Regions from separate parts of the Sus scrofa genome. Here region 1 is linked to region 2. The links are chromatin contacts, called in public Hi-C maps. All regions are on one chromosome and are shown on one strand. The core of a region is the stretch at or near the end of the contact, and the rest is flanking DNA. Distances in the headings are between cores, read along the strand shown.

Region 1 (4,343 bases), core at 1,120-3,619, 310 kb after region 2:
GCTTGATCTTAAGCTTCTTTGGCTCTAAAATCTGTGTCTAGAGCTATGGTGACTCTGGTCTTTGTCTAAACACACAAAGACAGTTATGGAGTCAGGTGCCCCTGACATCTGCACACACTTACATCCTGCTCTGACCTCCAAGCCACCTTGTTTGCTCCTGAGTTTGGAGCTCAACTTACCTTTTCTACCTTTCTTTTAATTTCTTGCCCACAACACACCACTCTCTAGCCTCTAGCTATAAAAGTTTCTCAGTAAAATTTTGTACTAAATCTCAGGTGGGAGCCCAGAAGTTGGAGCTGAACCGTGGCCACCACCAAGTGTACCCACCCCCAGCTCATTGCCACCTACTTGCATTAATCAATTTCCTTGGTGTGACAGCATTAGATAAGGACCCTCGGGGAATTGTGAGGGACAGCCCAGTTGGCTTAGGAATCCAAGACTATGTGTCTTTAGAAATGCTTTATAAATAGTGTGTTTATGTTCCATGAGGCACACTTACATGCTCATAACAGCTGCCATTTACACCTAGCATCACAACCCAAGCAAACAGCAGCAAGAGAGAGATCTCAGTCTTGTTTCAGAGATGAAGAAACTGAGTCATGGAGATATTAATAATAAAGTGGGAGTGGGAAGTGTCAGGACCTTGGGGTTAATGGATGCAAACTATTGCTCTTGGAATGGATTTACAATGAGATCCTGCTGTGTAGCACTGAGAACTATGTCTAGATACTTATATTGCAACACAACAATGGGAGGAAAAAGTATGTATACATGTATGTGTAACTTGGTCCCCATGCTATACAGCAGAAAAAAATAAAATAAAAAAAAAAACTGGAAAAAAAACAGTGTCCCCAAGGGCACCATGGTCAGGAAGTGGTGCCATTGGCTTCAAAGGGGCTCAACCAGACTCTACATCTTAGCTTTTTCTGTTTGTTCGTTTGTTTTTAGGGCCTCACCATGGCATATGAGTGCTCCCAGACTAGAAGTCGAATCAGAGCTACAGCTGCTGGCCTGCACCACAGCCACAGCAACGTGGGGTACGAGCCACATCTGTGACCTACACTACAACTCATGGCAACACCATATCCCAAACCAACTGAATGAGGCCAGGATTGAACCTGTGTCCTCATAGACACTAGTCGGACTCATTGCTGCTGCACCACAACAGGAACTCCCAAGCGTCTTCTAACTCTGCCAAGCAAACCTCAGCTCTCACTCCCATCCTACCCTCTTAGTTGCGAGACAAGCCTGGAAGAAGGAGGCCCATATGAAGTGAGATATGTGGTATTATTAGGTGTGGTATTATTCTCTCCGCTAGGTCAAACGAGAAAATGTGAGCTCTACATACATACATTGGGGCTCCACTCTATACATTGGAGTTCATGTATTTGTATGAGCAAATGAACGCATCTCTCTCACAATTCACAGTGTGGTGTATATGGAATATTAGATATATGTTGGATGTTTTGGGGGTTTTCTATCTTGATCAAGATCCATGTACACAAGTTATTCGTATATCTGACTCACATTTCACACTCTCTCTCACACGCACACTCACACACACTCCTGCTGTTCTCCCCTCTCAGGAATGTTTGCTCAGAGGCTGGCCCTTGCCTCCTGCTGGGCCTCAGGGTGGGCCGTCACACAGGTGTGAGTGTAGGTGGAAATTTATGTGCTAAACAAGTGAGAAAATAACAAAATGAACAGAAAAAAACCCCACAAAACCTACTATGTCTGATCTTGGTTCCAAAAAAAATAAAAAATAGACAGAAGAGGGAAGAAGTGAGACTATAAGGTGGGTTAAGGGATGGGCTGGGAGAAGGAAAGGGATTGAGGAAAGAAGAGAAAAGGAATAACGTTTTCCTTTTAGTACAAATGGGTCTAGTGGTGTGGTGCTCATGAACCCATGATGAATCACCCACAGAAGCAGACATGAGATGCGTCTCAGGAAGGTGTTAGAAGTCTGGTTTTGCAGTTGATGTTGTCAAATTGTTGATGGCTTTGCTCAAACCAGGTCCAAAGACTGTAACCACAGACCCCGCTTGTGTGCCTATATAGCCTGAGCTGCTCTGAACTGCATGACTTAGAGTGCAGGAGCAATTCTTTCAGTTTTCATTGTCCCATTTCTGTGAGGCACACAGTTGAAATTCCCACTTACTTTTTGCTTCTCAGCTACCATGCTGGGCTTTCCTGAGCGCCTCAGCAATCAGCCTTATTTACAGAAAAGGCAGGGATAGACATAGAAACACTGCTTTCTTAAGGTTTTCCTCAAACTCTCAATGTGTCTCCTTCCTGCAAAATTTCAGCCACAATCTGTAATCAATTAGCTAACTAGCTCCCCCTTTTGAAACTTCTCTTTCCAATACAAACTGCAAAATCCAGTTATGAGATGCACATGCAGCTCAGAGATGATCGAACCCCAGACTGATCTTTGTTTATGGCCATCCTTGGATCAGAAATAAATGCAGATGGATGTGTTAAATCTGTCCTCCTGTAAAATCTGCACCTTCGCCGTAATTTCAGTTAGGCTTACAGCTTTCAAGTCATCTTTTTCACTTGAGAGTAATCAGACACAGCCTATAAAGGAGAGGATGAGGGACACTTACTGTGGTGTTAGCTGAAAGTCACGACTGCCTAAAGGAGTTTGGTAGGAAAATGCTGAAATTTGACATCAAGAAATAAGAGTTGTGTTATTGTCAGAAATTGAGACTCTTATGAAAATGCCATGGCACCTGTTTTATTTTGTATTGTCATTTGAGTTTTCTTTTGATCCAGACATTTTCTCCCTTCGTCTTACACTGAAAACAAGAAAAGTTTTGACCATCTCTGCAACTCAAACAATGAATCTATTATGTGGTATATTATAAACATTTCAGAGCAAGTAATGCAGACATTGTGTGGTGTACCTATTTCAGGTAAGAGTAACAGTGGAGGGAGAAACCAAAAAATAATTCATGTTGACATACTAAGACAAGGCTTGTATTTCTAATTCACCTGTTCCCAAGCATGGCTACACATGAGAATCCTGTGAATAATTCACTTGTTATTGATGCCTGGGTCTTACCCTCCAGAAATTCTGATTTTCTTGGTCTGGGGTGTGACCTGGGTGAGTTTGGGGTTGATGGAGGTAAATTATTACATTTAGAATGTGCAAGCAATGAGGTCCTACTGCACAGCACAGAGAACTAGATCTGGTCTCTTGGAATAAAACATGATGGAAGCTATTATAAGAAAGGGATTGTATGTATAGGTATAACTAGGTCATTTTGCTGTGCAGCAGAAATTGGCACAACACTGTAAATCCATTATACTCCAATACATAATTTTTTAAAAAAGATTGTCTCTCTAGGTTTCAAAGAGGCAGCCACAGGCCAAGGTCGAGAATCCTCTTTAAGTGATTGTAACACCCACACTCTTCTTTTTCGCCAACTTTGCTGAGGAATAATTGGCGAACGTGGTTGTATACATGAACTTCTGACAACAAAGGCAACCGCTCAGGTTCTCCTCATTTATTCTGGTCCTGTTTTTGTTTCAATGTTTTTTCTTAGACTCCAGAATTTTGTCTCCATTGGTGACTGTTTTGAGGGCCAGCACTTGGCCATGTCAGTTTTCTGACCCTGTTACAAGAGCTTCCTCAAAAGCATGCTACAGTTTCATGGGCTTAACCATCAGAAATGCATATTCCCTCAGAGTTCTGGAGGCTGGAAATCAGAAATCAAGTGTCAGCAGGCTTGGTTCTTCTGAGGCCTCTCTCCCAAGCTTGTGGATAGCTGCCTTCTCCATGTCCTCAAAACTTCATCATCCCTCTGCCTGTGTCTGTGTCCTGCCCTCCTCCTGTAAGAACGCCAGTCGTATAGGATGCAGGCCCATCTTAATAACCTCATTCGGCCTCAATTACCTCTTTTTTTTGTTAAGGGCCACCTGTGTGGCATATGGAAGTTCCCATGCTAGGGGTCCAACTGGAGCTGCAGCCGAGGCCTACACTATAGCCACGGCAATGCAGGATCCGAGCCGCTGCATCTGTGACCTATACTACAGCTCACAGAAATGCCAGATCCTTTATCCCACTGAGCAAGGCCAAGTATCAACCTGCATCCTCATGGATACTGGTTGGGTCCTTAACCCACTGAACTGAGCCACAATGGGAACTCCCTGACCTTAATTACTTCTTTAAAGGCAATGTCTCCAAATACACTCATATTCTAGGTATTAGGGTTGAGACTTCAACTTACTAATTTTGAGGGGACACAATTCAAGTCTTAACAGCCAAAAAAAGCTTTTCACTGGCAATAGACATGGATGTTATAGCTCTCCAATAACTATGACTGGGAGAAATGTCAGAG
Region 2 (4,275 bases), core at 1,716-4,215:
TTCTGGTGAAATTTGAGGCTGTACAACTTCTGGTTAGAAGACTCCAAGATAGAGACAGAAACCAAGTATTATAGCATTATGTATTAAAAGGGGTCTCTGGGGTTAGTAGGTGCAAACTATGCCATTTAGAACGGATAAGCAGTGAGGACCTACTGTGCGGCACAGGGAACTCGATCCAGTCACTTGGGATACAATAAGATAGATGATACTATGAGAAAAAGAATGTGTGTATATACATGTATAACTTGGTCAGTCTGCTGTACAGCAGAAATTGACAGAACATGGTCAATCAACTGTAGTAAAAATAAATGTGTCTGTATGTGGATAAAAGGAAGAGAATTAAAAGTGATCTTAAGCGTTGGCGTTCCACGTTCCACTGTGTGCAGCTCCCTTCTGAGGAAGATGAACACTGACCTCCTTCTGATCACCTTCGAATGGACACAAAGCTTAGCCTTCCAACATCTGTTCTCCTTGGGGGGTCAGTGTTTATTCGGCACTTTTTTGGGTAAGTTGTTCTCTTCTCCAGCCTAAACTCATCGACTCCCTCAATTCTCTTGTTAAAGCTCTGTGTTCAGACTCTTGAACACTCGGGTGGCTTTGCCGCTTTGGAAAAATAATTTCTAGAAACTTACCCAGCGGCAAAAATAAGATGAGAAGACACATGTTGGAAAGAGATCATCAGAAGAGTCAAAGTCAACTCTATTTACACACACACACAATCTCAGTGGTCTTGGACATTAATTAACCTGGAACTATTTGGTTTTTCTACCTTTGTTTATTTTATTAAACTTACTGTGATGCCACTCCCACTTTTCCTTGCTCGCTGACCTCTTATGTGACATTAGAACTGAGTAACAACTTATTCTCATTTCCTCCTCGTCCCTCACACCTTCTTTGTTTCCCGCTTGCCTTAATTTCCTCTTCCACAAGTTATTTAAGCCCATTTAAAAGAGGAATATAATTCAGCAATGAGATAATACTTTAAATATCCTAAAGCACATCGTTTTCAAGTCTCAGAATGATGGTGACCGCCTCTATTGGCAATCGCTTTAGGAAATAACCCTCCTGTCTGCTGCCTTCCTACCAAATCTCAGGATTCAGAGCAGCCCCCCTTGCCCAGAGTTGGGAGGACTCCTTCTCCAGCCCATGGCAGCTCTGTTGTGACAGCTGTCTTGCTGCATTATAAATACATATTTTACAGAACTCCTCCCTCCAAACGGGTTAGTGACCACCTTTATTTTCACGTTCCAAGTCCAGCATGCTAGTGACTGAGGCAGAGACAGTCCTCAGCAAATATTTATGGAACGAAGGAATGTGTGAGCCACAAAAATAATTGGGGGAAATAGCACCAAAATAAAGGGATAGCCTCTGAACAAATCTGTAAAAGAAGCAAGGATGCTTTAGTGATGTGACCGTGTTTGGGTTTGAAGACCTCTGCTTGCTTGCATGCAGCTTGGCCCAGCCCACCCCCCACCCCCGGCGGCCTCCCCCAAGCCCAGCATGGATTCAGGGCCCAGAGCAGAGCAGGCTCTGTGCCTTGAGGGTGAGATTCTGGAAGTCAGCTGAAGGCACTGCTGTTGGAGAGCTGTTGCAAAGGGCTCAAGTGTGGGCTCAGTGCTGAAAAGTGTATTTGCAAGGTGTTTACTGGCTGCCTGTTCCTCCAGATGCACGAGGATCTGCTGCTGCTCCATCTCCTTCTGAGAAAAAAATGATGGGGCGGGGTTGGGGGCAGGTCAGGGGGCAGGGGCTCTACTACTTCTCTGAGCCCGAGTTGGTGACAGCAGTCTTGTCTTATAATAACAGAACAAGAAGTGCTTTTCCACCTACTCGAGTTATTTCATTTGAATCAGCCCTTCCCTATAGGAAAGAACCTGTCGGAATTCCGTTCTTCCACCTCTGAAGGAGGTTCCCAAATTCCCGTATATCCTGGGTCCTAAGTCTTACACTGAGGCAGAGAGACCAGGTCTGTGAGCATCTTTTCTCCTGGGTGAATATTTTATGATTCTGAGGGGGCCAAAGTGACCTGCCCCAAAGAAGCACTGAGACTGCGTGCCAGCTCTCAACTGAGAAAGGGCCGTGGAAATCCACTAGTATGCAGGCCACTGGCTTTGACCCTGAGGTCAGTTTGGGGTCATTCTTGAATGCTGGGGTTTCTTGGAGAAATCTTGCTTTTCTTGGTCAATGTAAGCTCACAGCTACCATTAACTTTGTTCTTTCTTTCTTTCTTTTTTTTAAATTAAGGTGAAATTCCCATCACATAAAATTAGCCATTAACCATGTCAAAGTGTGGAATTCAGAGGCATTTAGTCCATTCACAATGTTGTGCAACCACCATCTCTCTCTAATTCTGGAACATTCTCATCACCCCAAAAGGAAGCCCTGTACCCATTAATCAGTCACTTCCCCAGCCCCTTGCCCCCCTGAAGACCACTATTACATGACTCTTAGCTTTTGCATCTTAATACAGTGAGTGTTAGAAACAATTTCTTGCAGTCCTTTTGTTTTACTTGAAAAAAATGTATCAAATACATTCTGTGCCAGGCACTGCGCTGAAGCCATAATATACTTCACTCATTTAATCCTGGAAGCAACACGATAAAAGTTACTCTCTTCCTTCCTACTTTACAGGGGAAGAGAAAGAGGCAGAGGGTAGTCTAGTGACATGGTGACAGTCACACAGCTTGAGGGGGCAGAGGCAGGGCAGAAGCGCGCTTGCTCTTACAGGCTTGAATCTCTGTGTTCTGTCCTGATGCTGTGCCAACCCCTACTCCGGGGGGCCCTGCCTCTTCCTGCGGCCACAGAACTACCTTCCTTTCCACTGACCACAGGAGCCGTTCAATTCTTGGCCTCCTTCTGATATCGTTCTGAGGCTTTGCGAGCTCTGGGCAACGGAAGAAAGATCCAGTGTTAACATCTGTGTGGTAATTTTCCATGACTATCTCAGATGGCCGAAGACATGACTGCTATTTTCTGGATCACGACATCTTTCAGGCTTCAGACTGACCCCTCTGGACAAACAGGGCTTAGGTAAGAGTCCAAACGCTTCACAACATTCTTTTGGAAGTTGAGCAAAGCTGGAAATTTTGTCAGTGAGAAACAACCCAAGTTCATGGCCAAACAGTAATGTGTTTGTTTAACCTTGGGGGGGGTATTTTTTTTAGTTATAAAGCTTGATGTCATTGTAACCCTTCCCCTGGCTGAAAAGGCCACACAAAACCTGGTGGGACCCCGGGCTGAAAATGTGAAAACATTCTGTGTGGGTGTGTGTCAATACACATCTCTTTAGTGTATTTTAATTTTACTGTAAATGTAGACACATGGGTCATGTGAATACATAGGCCTCATTCCTTTCAAATTTCATTGTGACAGGAGCTACTGTTTGTAGCTATTTCTCCGACATTAACAGTTTTCTTCTGGTAAAACAAAGGCAGCTTTGAAGACAATGTATAGAATCAGAGAAGCATCACCGTTGTGGGAGGGTTCGGATTGTGTCTGGTGGTTGTTTAGGAAGGATTCGGGGAGGGAGCATTTGGGCTGCATCCTGTCGTGTGGGGAGCTGGGGTCCCTGCGCGCTCGTGGACCCCACCCCTACCGGAGGCCCCCGGGGTGATAAAGGTGTCAGATGCGTTGGGCTCACGGGATGTGAATAATCCCGGAGCCCCTTGCATGTCGTACCTCCTGTGATCCTCACCACACGCCCATGGAGGGGGTGCTGTTATCACCCCCATCTTACAGAGGAGGAGACTGAGGCCCAGGGTGCCCAGGCCCACTGCCAGCACTTGGAACAAAGCTCTCCATCAGCTTCCTTCTGCTTCGATAAAACCAAGGAAATGAAGTCAGACTTTGCTGCTGGATCTTCTGTTCAGTCTCCACGGGCAGAGCTGGGAGGGTCCTAGGGGCTTCCATCCAGCCCTGGTACCTGTCGCCCAGGGTGGCCCCGGAGCCTTTGGAGGGCCTAGGCGGTCTGGCCCCAGAGACACAGGGCTTGGAGGAGCCTGTACAAACATTATCTTCTCTATGCGGTTGGTTTTCACCTTATGGAGAAATAGATGCTTTCCATCCTATCTGGCCTTCTCTTCTCCCGCTGTGATGACAAGCATGGACGTTGAATTCTATACTATCTCAAAGAAATGGAGCCTTGTACGTCCTCAGAGCACATGCGGTTTTAGTACAACGTGATGCGTGGCCTTTAAAGGAGAGCCTCAGGGTCAAGAGGTGGGCAGACGCATGGCTTGGGGTCCTCAGGGGTGAGGACCAGCGCTGGCCAGGAAAGTT

What was found. A called contact is a pair of places that touch in the nucleus more often than the background predicts.
Region 1: a Hi-C map of liver shows a contact between it and region 2, with 2.5 times the contacts expected there. The contact joins two enhancer-like sites. A contact is called at or near these places in 2 of 47 Hi-C or Micro-C datasets (liver and skeletal muscle).

Annotation. Positions count from the first base shown.
Region 1 is chr3:128,254,027-128,258,369 of Sscrofa11.1, forward strand. No RefSeq gene overlaps it. Among named protein-coding and RNA genes, the nearest start is that of RNF144A, 610 kb to the right of the region's middle. Within about 2 kb of position 2,370, at least 3 of the 83 cell types and tissues checked have an H3K27ac peak or open chromatin away from gene starts, as enhancers often do. A contact at or near this core is called in liver, where this site is marked.
Region 2 is chr3:127,946,161-127,950,435 of Sscrofa11.1, forward strand. No RefSeq gene overlaps it. Among named protein-coding and RNA genes, the nearest start is that of ID2, 450 kb to the left of the region's middle. Within about 2 kb of position 2,966, at least 6 of the 83 cell types and tissues checked have an H3K27ac peak or open chromatin away from gene starts, as enhancers often do. A contact at or near this core is called in liver, where this site is marked.